2 separate regions of the Sus scrofa genome follow, and region 2 is linked to region 1. A link is a contact called in public HiChIP or PLAC-seq data. All regions are on one chromosome and are shown on one strand. The core of a region is the stretch at or near the end of the contact, and the rest is flanking DNA. Distances in the headings are between cores, read along the strand shown. Region 1 overlaps LMNB1 (lamin-B1). Region 2 overlaps MEGF10 (multiple epidermal growth factor-like domains protein 10).

Evidence for each region. HiChIP or PLAC-seq counts read pairs in DNA pulled down with a chosen protein or histone mark.
Region 2: a contact with region 1 is called in an H3K27ac HiChIP or PLAC-seq map of alveolar macrophages. The contact joins two enhancer-like sites. A contact is called at or near these places in 6 of 47 Hi-C or Micro-C datasets (embryonic fibroblasts, heart right ventricle, mesenteric adipose tissue and 3 more) and 2 of 2 datasets of contacts at active chromatin or transcription factors (alveolar macrophages and skeletal muscle).

The regions. Positions count from the first base shown.
Region 1 is chr2:129,859,180-129,862,140 of Sscrofa11.1, forward strand. LMNB1 (lamin-B1) reads left to right here. Exons shown (of 11, transcript XM_003123882.5): 11 at 2,231-2,961. The coding sequence ends at 2,272. Among named protein-coding and RNA genes, the nearest start is that of LMNB1, 53 kb to the left of the region's middle. Within about 2 kb of position 1,637, at least 4 of the 83 cell types and tissues checked have an H3K27ac peak or open chromatin away from gene starts, as enhancers often do. A contact at or near this core is called in alveolar macrophages, where this site is marked.
Region 2 is chr2:130,257,197-130,260,229 of Sscrofa11.1, forward strand. The region is part of intron 1 of MEGF10 (multiple epidermal growth factor-like domains protein 10); the gene reads left to right. Among named protein-coding and RNA genes, the nearest start is that of MEGF10, 32 kb to the left of the region's middle. Within about 2 kb of position 1,470, at least 5 of the 83 cell types and tissues checked have an H3K27ac peak or open chromatin away from gene starts, as enhancers often do. A contact at or near this core is called in alveolar macrophages, where this site is marked.

The DNA of each region.
Region 1 (2,961 bases), core at 387-2,886:
TGTTTGTGACAAATAAGTGTATGTGGAATGGAATGCATGCTCAAAATTATTGACGTGTTCTTTGAGAAGTTTAGATGACTTAATTAGAGCAGGTATCTGCATATAAGCTTTAAAAAAACAAAGACTAATACTCAACTTCAGTGTAAAACAAAATTATTGCTCTCTTAAGTTTCTAATCATTTAATTGCAAGATAGATTTTAGCTGATGCATGGGCTTTTGAGAGCCCTTGAAATAAAGAAACTCCAAATTTGATTTTAATTAATTATATTGGAATTATTAATAAGTAATGAGCCTTCAGTTTATATTCTCAACTGTTTAAGTCTGATCATTCATCAAAATTCCTACCCTTATCCTATAAGACTTCATCTCCATAACTCCAAAGTTATAAATCTGTTGGTTTTGCTTAATTAGCCCCAGTCCTACTCCAAATAAACATTCTTTTATGCGTTCAGCCTCCAGAGTCGAGAACTACTTGAGGGTGGGTTATGCTGCAGTAAGGTTTTGGCACAGATACTTCTTTATTCATGTTGGAGGGATATTTAAGAACAAATATTTTACACTTGGCTTTAACAAGAAACAGACAGAAGATCCATTTCCTGCCCTTATGGGGAGCATTATATGACTGGATATAAAATAACAATATAAGAGATATCTCAGGGTGCCAGACTAGTGGCTCAGAGCATGAGTTGTAGCAGTCGGATGCTAGAGAAAGCTCTTTAGGTCACTAGAATAGTTGAGAAGATCTCTGGGAAATAGGCTCCTCCAGTATTTTGAAGGACCAGCAGTTATTTGGGTATCAAAAGGCAGATATTGGTATTCTGTTGATACTCAGATTATCTGTTAGTACATTAAGAGACCACCTTAAAACTCGGGGGGCTTAAAACAATGAATTATAATCCCTGTGATTCTGTGGTTTGACTGGGCTTAGCTAGGCAGTTCTTTTGTTCCCCACCATGGAGGGTGAGTTCAGTCATGCAGCTGCACATAGCTGGAAGCTTGGTTGGGGCTAGAATGTTCTCCATGTCTGTTTCTTTGTGGTTTCTCACCATTTGGTAGTTTAGCCCAACCTTTGTTTTGCTGGCTTCCATTGATGAAAATGGAGAGCATTAGATCTCTTAAAGGCCTCTCTTCTCTTGGAGTAAGTCATAGGCCAGCTCCAGTTCCAGGGGAGCGAGGAGCGGAAAAGAATTTATGATGATCTTTTAATTCATCCCAGGCAGTATGTCACAACTTGAGCATTGGGTATATCTGTCCGCCTAGTTGTGTCGTAGGGTGTGTGTGAGAGAGTCTGGAACGCCTAGGCAAGTAGCTTTGCACACTTTGGAGCAAAGGAGAAGGTGGGCAGTATCAGGGCGACTACCTCTAGAAGGGAGATTGTAGAGACTGAGGGCCGATACAGATAGAGATTCACGAAGGCATAGTGGCTGAACTTGAGGGTTAGAGAAGGAAAAAGAAATCAGAGGTGTGTGAGGTTTTAGCTTTTGTGATCAGGTACGATAATGATAGCAAGGCTCAAAACAGGGGAGATGGAGGGTGGATCAGCTATTTTGACGTCACGTTAGAGAGTGACTCCATTGGCCTTTCACACTAATGAGACGGTTTTTTGGTTGACCTTTAAGAAACCAATTTCAGTTTAGTCAAGTGGTGAGTCACAGTCATATTGCGAGATTTTAAGGAATCAGTGAGTGATAAAGAAGTGGATAGAGGGAGCCACTTTGACTTCACATCTGAGAATGAACCCAGGGCACATGCTTCGGGATCAGCCAGCTGCCCATCCACGCAGCCGTCTCCTCTGATGTGGTTGTTCAGAATGCTGTTCACTCGTCTCCTGTTTCCTAGTTAGAAACGGAGGTTACTGAATAGCAGTTTTCTGCTTCAGCTGCATGTTAGAATTACTTAGGGAGCTTTAAAATCACACATAAAGAAATACTCTTCTCCAGTCGAATGAGGAATTCTGGTGTAATTGATCTAGGGACCTAGGTCAGGATTTTTTTCAAAGCTCCCCCGGGTGTGAATGTGCAGCTACAGTAGAGAATCACTGTCTGGGACGGTGTTGATGCCGTCTAGGGAAGACGTCCGAGAGAGAAGGTTAAAAAAGGGTAAGTGAGAAGTAATAAAGGTCCGCGCGAAGCTCAGTACTGCTGAACTTGTCGTATCTCTGCCTTATTTTGAAATGCTGTGATCCGTTTTCTCCTTCGCACTAATGGTTCTCTCTGTTTTCCTCATCAGGGAGCCCCCAGAGGTTCCAATAGAAGCTGTGCGATTATGTAAACTTCTCAAGTCGACTGTCTTCCTCCAAATAAAGAAGTAGGGTAATCCTTACCTACATGCAGTGCAGAGCCTTCTCAGAAGCACAGAATATTTTTATATTTCCTTTATGTGAATTTTTAAGCTGCGAATCTGATGGCCTTAATTTCCTTTTTTGACACTGAAAGTTTTGTAAAAGAAATCATATCCGTACACTTTGTTGCAAGATGTGAACTGTCGACACTGAACTAACTGTGTACTGTTTGGAAAAGGTCCCTCAAATTTTTGACATGTTTTTTGTATGTGTGCTTTTTTTTAAGTTCTTACGAGAAGGGGAGGGGAGGGTAAATAAACCACTGTGTGTCTGGGTATAATTTGAGATTGCTGCATCTAGATTAGCAATCTGCTCTTGATTATTCTCTGCTATATATAACGGTGCTGTGACGAGGAGAAAAGCATTTTTCAATATATCGAACTTTTGTACTGAATTTTTTTGTAAAAACAATCAAGGCTACAAAAATTTTTTTTTAAAATAGAAAAGAGAAATTTTGTAAGAAGGCAATATTAATCTAATCATCATGTAAGCACTCTGGATGAAGGATTCCACAAAACTTTGTTTTATGGTTACTTCTCGTAGATTCTTAATTCACGAGGGGAACGGGAGGGGTGAGGGGGGAGGGAAGGGTTTCTCCTAAAATGCATTAGTTGTGTTT
Region 2 (3,033 bases), core at 220-2,719, 400 kb after region 1:
GTGATGAAGTAAATGTGGCAAAGTGTTAGCAACTGATGAATCTGGGTGAAGGGCACTCTTTGTTCTATTTTTGCAGCTTGCAAATAAATTTAAAATAACTTCAAAATAAAAAGTTAACAAATGAAACAATTAAATTTTGTATATTACCTAATCAAAGATAATCATAGAAAACCAGTTCAGATGCAAGAAAATTAAAGGCACATTTATTTGTAGATGAAAAATTAATTTAGGGAAGAGTCTAGAGTCCATCCATTTAATATTTTTATCAATGACATTGCATGGACCATTTGATGAACTCTGCAGGTTATTGTGGGGCGGGTCAATTCTTCCGATAGTCAGATGTTAAATAGTTAAGGATAAATGACGGGATAATCTGGGACAGTGCTTTGTGGGGAAAAGTAGCAGATGCACCTTAAAACACAGGCATTATGAGGTTTTGCCTCTAGGGACAAAATGAGTCAAACTGTAATTAGAAGATGATGGGCTCTTGCCAGGAGTTAGGAAAGATTTCAGAAGCATTGCAGGTGCACAACTGATACTGAAGGTGATGCTAAATGGTGGGCGTTACTGAGTGCTGTTTTGGAAGTCAAATGTTTTTGGTATGGATAATAAAACATAAGTACATTCAGTATCTATTTCTGTGTAACAAATTACCTCAAAATATAGTGGCTTAGGTCAGGGGAAAAGTTGCATTCCTACTGTTTTTCCATGTATTTAATCATTGAGCTGCAGACTTCCTTATTCCCCCTACTAAGTATTTGAGTGGAAACAAAGGAAAACATTTTCCAATTCAGAGGGACTAAACCTATATTTTGTTTCTTTCGATGTGCAAATGACTGTAACAACTTGATTATCATGAACATGAGAGGTTGAAATAAAAATGGGTTTATTAAGACAAAAAATAAACTTAGTAACTTAAAACAACAAACATTTATCACCTCACAGTTTATGTGGGTCAGGAATTTGGGAGAAGCTTAGTTGGTGATTCTGGCTCGGGTCTCATGATGCAGTATGCAGCAGGGGCTACAGTCATTTGAAGGTTTGACAGAGGCGGGAGAACCCAGTCACATGGCTGTTAGCAGGAGGCCTCAGTTCCTCACTATGTTTGTTTGTTCCTTTTTGGCTGCGCTCGCTCGATGCCTGTGTAAATTCCCTGGGCTAGGGATCGAACCCAAGCCACAGCAGTGACCCAAGCCACTGCAGTGACAACACCTGCTGCATCACAAGGAAACTTCAGTTCCTCACTAGATTGATCTCTCCATAGGGCTGCTTCAGTGTCCTAATAACATGACAACTGCTTCCTGCAGAATGGTGATCCAAAAAGTAATATAGAAACTGTAATGCCTTTGATGACCTAGGCTTGAAAATTTTACTCTCATTTGTGCAAAATCCTACTGGTTACACAAGTCTATTCACTATGAGAAGGGTTTATACAAGACAGAGTTCATCGGAGGTCATCCTGGAGGCTGGCTATAACAATAGGGTGTAATTAGGGCTGCCAAAGCACAGTTGTTGAAAAAGGGGAAGAAAGAGGACATCTTATAAAAAGGATCAAAGGGGTTTTTTTTTTTGGTTGTTGTTGGAAAGACCAAAAAAATTAGGACTTCATTTTTGAAAGAATAGGTAGGAATGTTACTGAGGAATATTAAGATGTCAGAAGTTTAGGAAAAGAAATATAATTTTATTTGCTAAATTATGGAATGAGTAGTGTTTGTTTCTTTTTCTAATAAAAAAGAGATGTATGTTTTTTCCCAGTAGGAGATAAAAAGAGACTGAACCGCGAAAATGTATCTGGGATTCATAATCGTTTAAGCTCAAAACAGTTCTCCCTAATATCAGCTGTATTTTCTATTATTTCTCCCAATCCTGCAATTCTTTCTTTCATTGGTTTCTGATTTACTTCCCATTCCTTATACTGCCACCCTGGGACAGGCAGAGACACCCCACCTCTGAACGCACTAACCTCTCTTTGCCTCCAAGAGATGAGGCTGTTTCCTTGGTTGGATTTTGAACACCTGCTGTGTGTTAATCTCCAAAACACCTCTTCATCAAATAATGCATCCTGCTCAAAGGCTTAAGCATATCCCACTGCAGGCAGGATAAAATCATCTGGAATCCTTAGCCTCGTGCTCAAGGCCCTTCACCAAGAAGCTCTACCTTCTTAGTAAGCATGGTGCTAGTAAACACCATGTCTCAGGATTCCTTACAAGACCTCCTGCTCTCCACCCCCAAGGCCTGGCTCCCACTTATCTCTCTGCCTCATGGCCCCTCCCAATGATGTTCGTTCACCCAAAGACTTCCTTTAATCCAGATGTGATGCTGAGGACAGACTGAGACATCATAGTCACCAGCAGGCCATGGTCAAACTCGCTCTGTGTTAATTGTCTGATTTCAGGCAAAACATTTAATCGCAGCCAATGAGATTACATATGTGAGGGGTGAGGCATGAGGTAGTCACTCAGATTTCTAGTTCTTTTCCTTTTGAAAACTTCTTTTCAAGTTTGACCTTTTCATAAGTCATCCTGCTCACAGTGATTTTTCTCTCCTCTTAAAACTCTGGCAATTTCTTTCTACATTGATCCATTGGCAAAGAATTATATTTTATTTATAATCATCCTCCCTAGTAGATTTTGAACTGTGAAGCTGGAGACCAGACCTTAAAAGGCACACTACTCCCCACAGTTGCACTTCCATCCTTAGGGAATATGGCTTGTGGATTTTTCACCATACATTGTGAGAGACGAATTTACAGGGATGTTGTGCAGTAAGTACTTTCCAAAGCGGATGATGAGTAGATGACCAGGGTGTGCCCCAGATTCCCCCTTAATGCCACCTAGGTTAGAGCTGTGAGGTTGGCTGGTTTACTACTAGGTGAGACTGTACTGCTCTGTTCCCCCAGCAGCCTCTTCTTAATTGTGGCTGCATCATGCAGCATTGAGATGCTCACTGTGGCTGTTCTCCATGTGGAGTGAGCCCGCCACCTCCCCCAACCTGGGTATCTCAGTGCTGGGCACCCTCAGGGGGTTGCCCAGT